Linked DNA regions of Mus musculus: region 1 is linked to region 2. The links are chromatin contacts, called in public Hi-C maps. All regions are on one chromosome and are shown on one strand. The core of a region is the stretch at or near the end of the contact, and the rest is flanking DNA. Distances in the headings are between cores, read along the strand shown. Region 1 holds the start of Arrdc4 (arrestin domain containing 4). Region 2 has its middle 92 kb from the start of Gm34549.

Region 1 (2,700 bases), core at 105-2,604, 170 kb before region 2:
GTATGCGTTTGGAAGGAGTTAGGGGAGGAATGGGGGTAGAATATGAGCAAATATACTGCATGCATGCATGGACTTCTTCAAGAATAGAAATATTATACAAATGAATAAATAGATAGATAACAATAAAAATGCCCGTGTTGATCATCTAAACTCAAAAGAGTGCAGTAAAACAACCTATACTTTCAGAGCCTTGGAAAGAAAATATCCTTCAGTTTCAATTTTCAATTATCAAACCTTGATAACAGCTTACGCACTTAGAATTTTAACGAGGGGAAATAAAGGATTACAAATTGATAGACAAATAATTACACATATTTAAATATTCTAGATACCAAAAGGCTATCTAGAACGGTGTGAATTAAAAAGAAACCAGCAAGAAGAGCTGTGGGTTTGGGGAACAAGTCACGGAGACAGCTGGGCATGTTCTAGGACTATGATCCCGGGGTTACGAAATCCTTTTGGGTGGGGCACTTGTGTGTCAAGTATCGATCTTTTTTTCCAGACATAATATTTGCACACTTTACAACTTATGCATGTATATAACGACCAAATAGAGTATTATTCAGTCAATAATGGAGTCCTTCTGTTTGCATCAGCACCAATAAGTGGCAGGTGCTGTTTTAAAACCACGACCTTATTTAGAGGCAGAAGAACCAGAGACGGAGTCTGGCTGGACTTCAGCAACCAGGAACAGAACTTCTCAGGACAAAAGCACTAAGAATCACAGCATTCTTCCAAGACATTGGCTCTCAGCTAGTACAGGAATTCTGTCTGAGACCCAAAGAGGTGTGGCTCAGAATCATGAAAGTTAGCAGATTCTGATATCTGCTTTAAAGTTCCAAGGCAGCCAGCATAAAGCGAGACTCCTGAGTTCCATTTTCCAAGAAACCTTTTGCTGGGCACTCTGCAGAAGTAATCTTAAACTGGGCCTGCTGCAGCCACAAGTTCATGTTCTAGTACAAACTACTCTAGCCTCTCTGAGCTGGAAAGCCCGCCCCCACTATAACCATAGCAACGCTGACACCAATGCGCCGGTGAGCCGGGAACCGCCCCCTCCCTAACAGATATTGTTTCCCATCCTCTGTCCACATGGGCGCACTGCCTCACTATTGGTCTGTGGCCCAGGACTGTGCCTTGCTCCCACCAATAAAGGTCCTGTGCACGTGCACTATGGTGTCTCCCGATTGGTGAAGCCCTCCTGATCACGCACCACCGTCCTGCTCAGCCTGGTGTGGGGGCGCCAATGAAATGACTAAGTGGCCATGTACAGCCAATGGGAAAGAAGCAGGTTTCGCGACTGGCCAATGGCAGTGCTCTGTAGGCGGGCCGTGTCAGCCCCTTTCCAGTCCCAGTGGGGTGTGTTAAAGAGACAGGGCCCCAGTGCGGGTGTTTCACCCGGCTGGGCGCTGTGGCCGTAGTGGCCCTGGGTGTGCGGCCGGCGCCCGTGACAGCAGCGTCGCGGAGCCGGCTACCCCGACCTGGGGCCACTGCGGATCTTGGTGGCAGAGCCGCATCGCCTGGCGGAATGGGAGGCGAGGCGGGAGCCGATGGTCCTCGGGGCCGTGTCAAGAGCTTGGGGCTAGTGTTCGAAGATGAGAGCAAGGGCTGCTACTCAAGCGGCGAGACAGTGGCCGGGCACGTGCTGCTGGAGGCGGCAGAGCCGGTGGCCCTGCGCGGACTGCGCCTGGAGGCCCAGGGCCGTGCCACCTCTGCCTGGGGCCCGAGCGCTGGGGCCAGGGTCTGCATCGGTGGGGGCTCTCCCGCAGCCTCCTCAGAAGTGGAATACTTGAACCTGCGGTTGAGTCTGCTGGAGGCCCCAGCTGGTGAGCTTGGAGATCCCCAGGGAGGGGGGCGGGAAGGGGCGCGTCCCTGGGTGCTGGGTGGCACTGAGGGAAGCTTCTGGAAGGGGAGTCATCTGCTGTCACGGGGGAAGGGCAGGAGGCCAAGCCTGTGCCCCTACCTGGCTTCTAGGAGGAGGCCAGACCCTTTTGTGTTGGTGTGTACCTTTGAACTTAGCTTCCTGCGATCTTCTAGTAACCTATTACAGAATCGTTGCCATGGAAACCCGCCATCTGACTGTCTGGGTTCTAGGTCCTTCCTCACCTGGAGGCATGGAAGGTGGAATTGGTGACATTCTGTTATGTGGTGCCCAGAGTTTGATGGCCTGCTGCTCCTGCCTGTCCTGGCCCTAGACACTCCCGGGTTCATGATGATTTACAGAAAACTAAATCTTGGGAAAAGGGAAGTGGTACTTGGGTAGTTCGAGAGAAGTGTCTCCTCACTGGGGAACATGAATCTCACTAAGAGCCATCCATTGCTGTAGCTCCCCTTCCTCTTACCTCTCCCCATTCAGAAAGGCCTTTGCAGACAATGCCTGCCATCTGGGCCATTTCTGACTTTTCCAGAAGTGCCCATGCATATGTATGTTGGGTTCATGTGATTGCATTTCATCATGAAAATGCTAGTAACCGTGAGTCAGTCTTCTCTCAGTGGAAACTATTGTAAACTTCTATCTGTCTGCCTCATCATCTTGGACCTATCAAATGCCTTAAGCTTACTACCTAGTGCATCGTATCCTCCTGTGGAGAAGTACAATGGTGTCCAGATAAATCCTCAAATATGTGCCTAACGAGAGCTGTATTTTGGATAATGGGGTGTGGCAGGTGAGAGCTCTACCTGCTTTAATGTCCTTTCCTCACT
Region 2 (2,700 bases), core at 40-2,539:
ATGGGTGTTGTTGGAGTCTAATGAACGGAATGAAATGATGGAAGAACGATCTCAATAAACGGGGAATGCGGCTGTTCTCCAGACAGTACTGACTCCGTGCCATGGAGATGTGGTGGTGGTGGGAACAAAAAGAGCGGACCCATTTGGTAAAGCTGTCAGATTAAAAATATGTACGTTCCCAGAGATTCCCACACCAGTTTATAAAGAGACAAACCTAAGATGGTCATCACAAAAGGATATCTGAAGAGTCCTGGGCAGTTCAGGGATCCACCCCTAGGGGGCAGTGAATAGCATTCTAGTCCAGGTAGACCTCTCCGCAGGAGTCAGAAGCAGGAGGGTTGAAGGTATATACACAGCAACATAATCTCTAAAGCACAGTAGTTCATAGGAGAAGAAAGGACAGAACAACCTAATACATTTTTGAAAAATAGAAAGCCCACAAAAATGCATATTTTAGAGTAGAGCCTGCTGCTAAACAGAACGGTCTAGTGAAAGGTAAACCCTGTTTTTGTAAAGTTAAAGGTGGGGGGAGGCAAGGCGAGGGAAAATGGAGATAATAAAATGAAGGGGAAATTAATAAATTCATGAATGAATGAATGAATGAATGATGTCTCTCAACAGTTTGATATTGATAAATCTTCCATGAGCTGAGAAGCACCAGCAAGCCTCACACCTGACTTCATTCTATACCACTTATATATTCTATCATTCTCTATATCTATCATTCTACATATTCTTATATTCATACTCTGTATTATGTCTATTGTGCAGTATCTATATGAGGATGCGTTTTTAATGATCAAACCAAACCAAACCAATACAATACAATACCTGAATGACTTCCAAATTAAGCAGACAAATTGTTCAGACCATGTCTGAGACTTTCTTTCCTGTCATAATCACAGCCCACAAAAGAACAGTTGCAAATTTTTTAAAAATAAAAATAAAAAACCCACTTAGCTATACTTTACCCTCTAATGTAGATATGACAGCTACAAGAGAAACTGTAAATGAAACAAAAAGAAAGCAAGACGAGGAATGGAGGGGCGTGTGAAGAATAAACCTGAAAGTGGCGTTACCAGTTCCTAGCCAAATGAGAAAAAAAAAAGAGCAAAATGGAATGGAATGTACAGTACGGCAGAAAACAATCCTCTGGGTTTTTTCGAAGACCTCTTGTGCGCCTTGGGAAGTGGATTTTAAAGTCAGGAACTCTGCGATCTTTCCTAGGTTTGGGGACAAATTCAGGACTGGGCTGAGCAGTTGTTTCCATCCGTGGAACTCTGCTGCCACCTACTGGTAGGAGCCTGCTACTTCTTCAGGAGCCCGACTTGTTAGCTCCAGGCTACCCGCAAACCAAGTCCCTTGTCCCTTGGGACTGAAGTATGGGGATTCGCTGCTGTCAATCACTCCACCTAGAAGATTTTCAGATCAATACATGTATGTGTTCCGAGGGTAATTAACAATAGGCTAGTTTATCGACTAGGTGAGTCTCTGACTTCCTATTATTTCTCTCACTTTTGAAAATCAAAGAAAAGACAATTATCACTCGAAGCATGGCCTCTTCCCTGTCTTTCCTTTTTCCCCCCAAGGGAGGTGTGAGTTTAATTAAAGAAAAGAATCACACGTTTTGTGGTAGTTTGCAAAGCACATAGTGGGCTAGTGTCTAACAGCACTTCCCCTTTCCTGGTTAAGTACCAAGGATCGTTTTCTCCTGGCTAAGGTGTGAGCTGAGCAGGGCAGGAAACCAATGCTTATGCTTGTGGAGAGGGCGGGTCCTCGTGGGGGGGGGGGGGTTGACCAGCTGAGGGAGGCAGTAAATGGATTTAATGTGGTTTTGAGCTCCAGAATAATTGCTCGGATTTGGTTGAGGTACAAAAGAAAAGAAGAAAGCGCCATCGAATCATTGAATGAGTCCTTACTTGATCAAACAACAGTGATTTGAGACAGAAATTACAGTAAATTTTGGTCAAATTTACTTATTTCCCACAATTCACCTTTAAGTTTGGTCCACGAGATTAGTTTGCTGTGAACGAAATAAGATGCCCGTTTTACTTGATCCATCGAAGCTCTTTAATCAAGGTCAATGACTAGACTTCCCCACCCCACCACCCCACCACCACCACCACCACCAAACCCTCCATCAAAGGCTGGCCTGAGAACCCCACACAGAGATTCCCTGAGCAGGATGGATAATTAGGAGCTTGGTAGTTCCAAGTCCAGCCTTAGAGAGGAGGAGATGCCAGAGATGCGCAGAGAGGCGGCTCTTTATGGAGACAGGTCCAGGGAAGAGGGCAACGGTAATTACCGGGCTGTGAGAGCTCATGTACACCTTGGGAATTATTGGTCCATAAAATGTCTGGAGATGTATGCCAGAAATCTAACGTCTCCTGTGCAGTGTGGCAAGCTGAGCTAAACCAGCCAGACGTGATGAAGATAGGGAGTCTTGTTTAGGAGAGTACAAGGAGCCAGTGGAGATGGTTTGAATGGAATTATACACAAACTCAAATCCCACCCTTACCAGCAGGGAGATCCACTCCAGAAACATTGGGGATGCACAGATGCAACTCCAAGAACTTATAAATGGGGAAGAGAAAGCTCTAAGCTAGGAAAGGATGCTGCCTTTCATTTGGCTCATTGACGAGGAAAGTGACTCTCCCAGACTCCAGGGTTTGTATGGCCTGCCCTGGTGACTGTGAGTCA

The links. A called contact is a pair of places that touch in the nucleus more often than the background predicts.
Region 1: a Hi-C map of uterus shows a contact between it and region 2, with 2.3 times the contacts expected there. The contact joins the promoter of Arrdc4 here to the enhancer-like site in region 2. A contact is called at or near these places in 1 of 39 promoter capture datasets (neural stem cells), 4 of 484 Hi-C or Micro-C datasets (forebrain and uterus), 1 of 115 datasets of contacts at active chromatin or transcription factors (embryonic stem cells) and 1 of 9 other capture datasets (adipose tissue).

The regions. Positions count from the first base shown.
Region 1 is chr7:68,747,892-68,750,591 of GRCm38.p6, reverse strand. Arrdc4 (arrestin domain containing 4) reads left to right here and starts at 1,354. Exons shown (of 8, transcript NM_001042592.2): 1 at 1,354-1,823. The coding sequence starts at 1,526.
Region 2 is chr7:68,578,425-68,581,124 of GRCm38.p6, reverse strand. No RefSeq gene overlaps it. Among named protein-coding and RNA genes, the nearest start is that of Gm34549, 92 kb to the right of the region's middle. Within about 2 kb of position 1,289, at least 5 of the 459 cell types and tissues checked have an H3K27ac peak or open chromatin away from gene starts, as enhancers often do. A contact at or near this core is called in uterus, where this site is marked.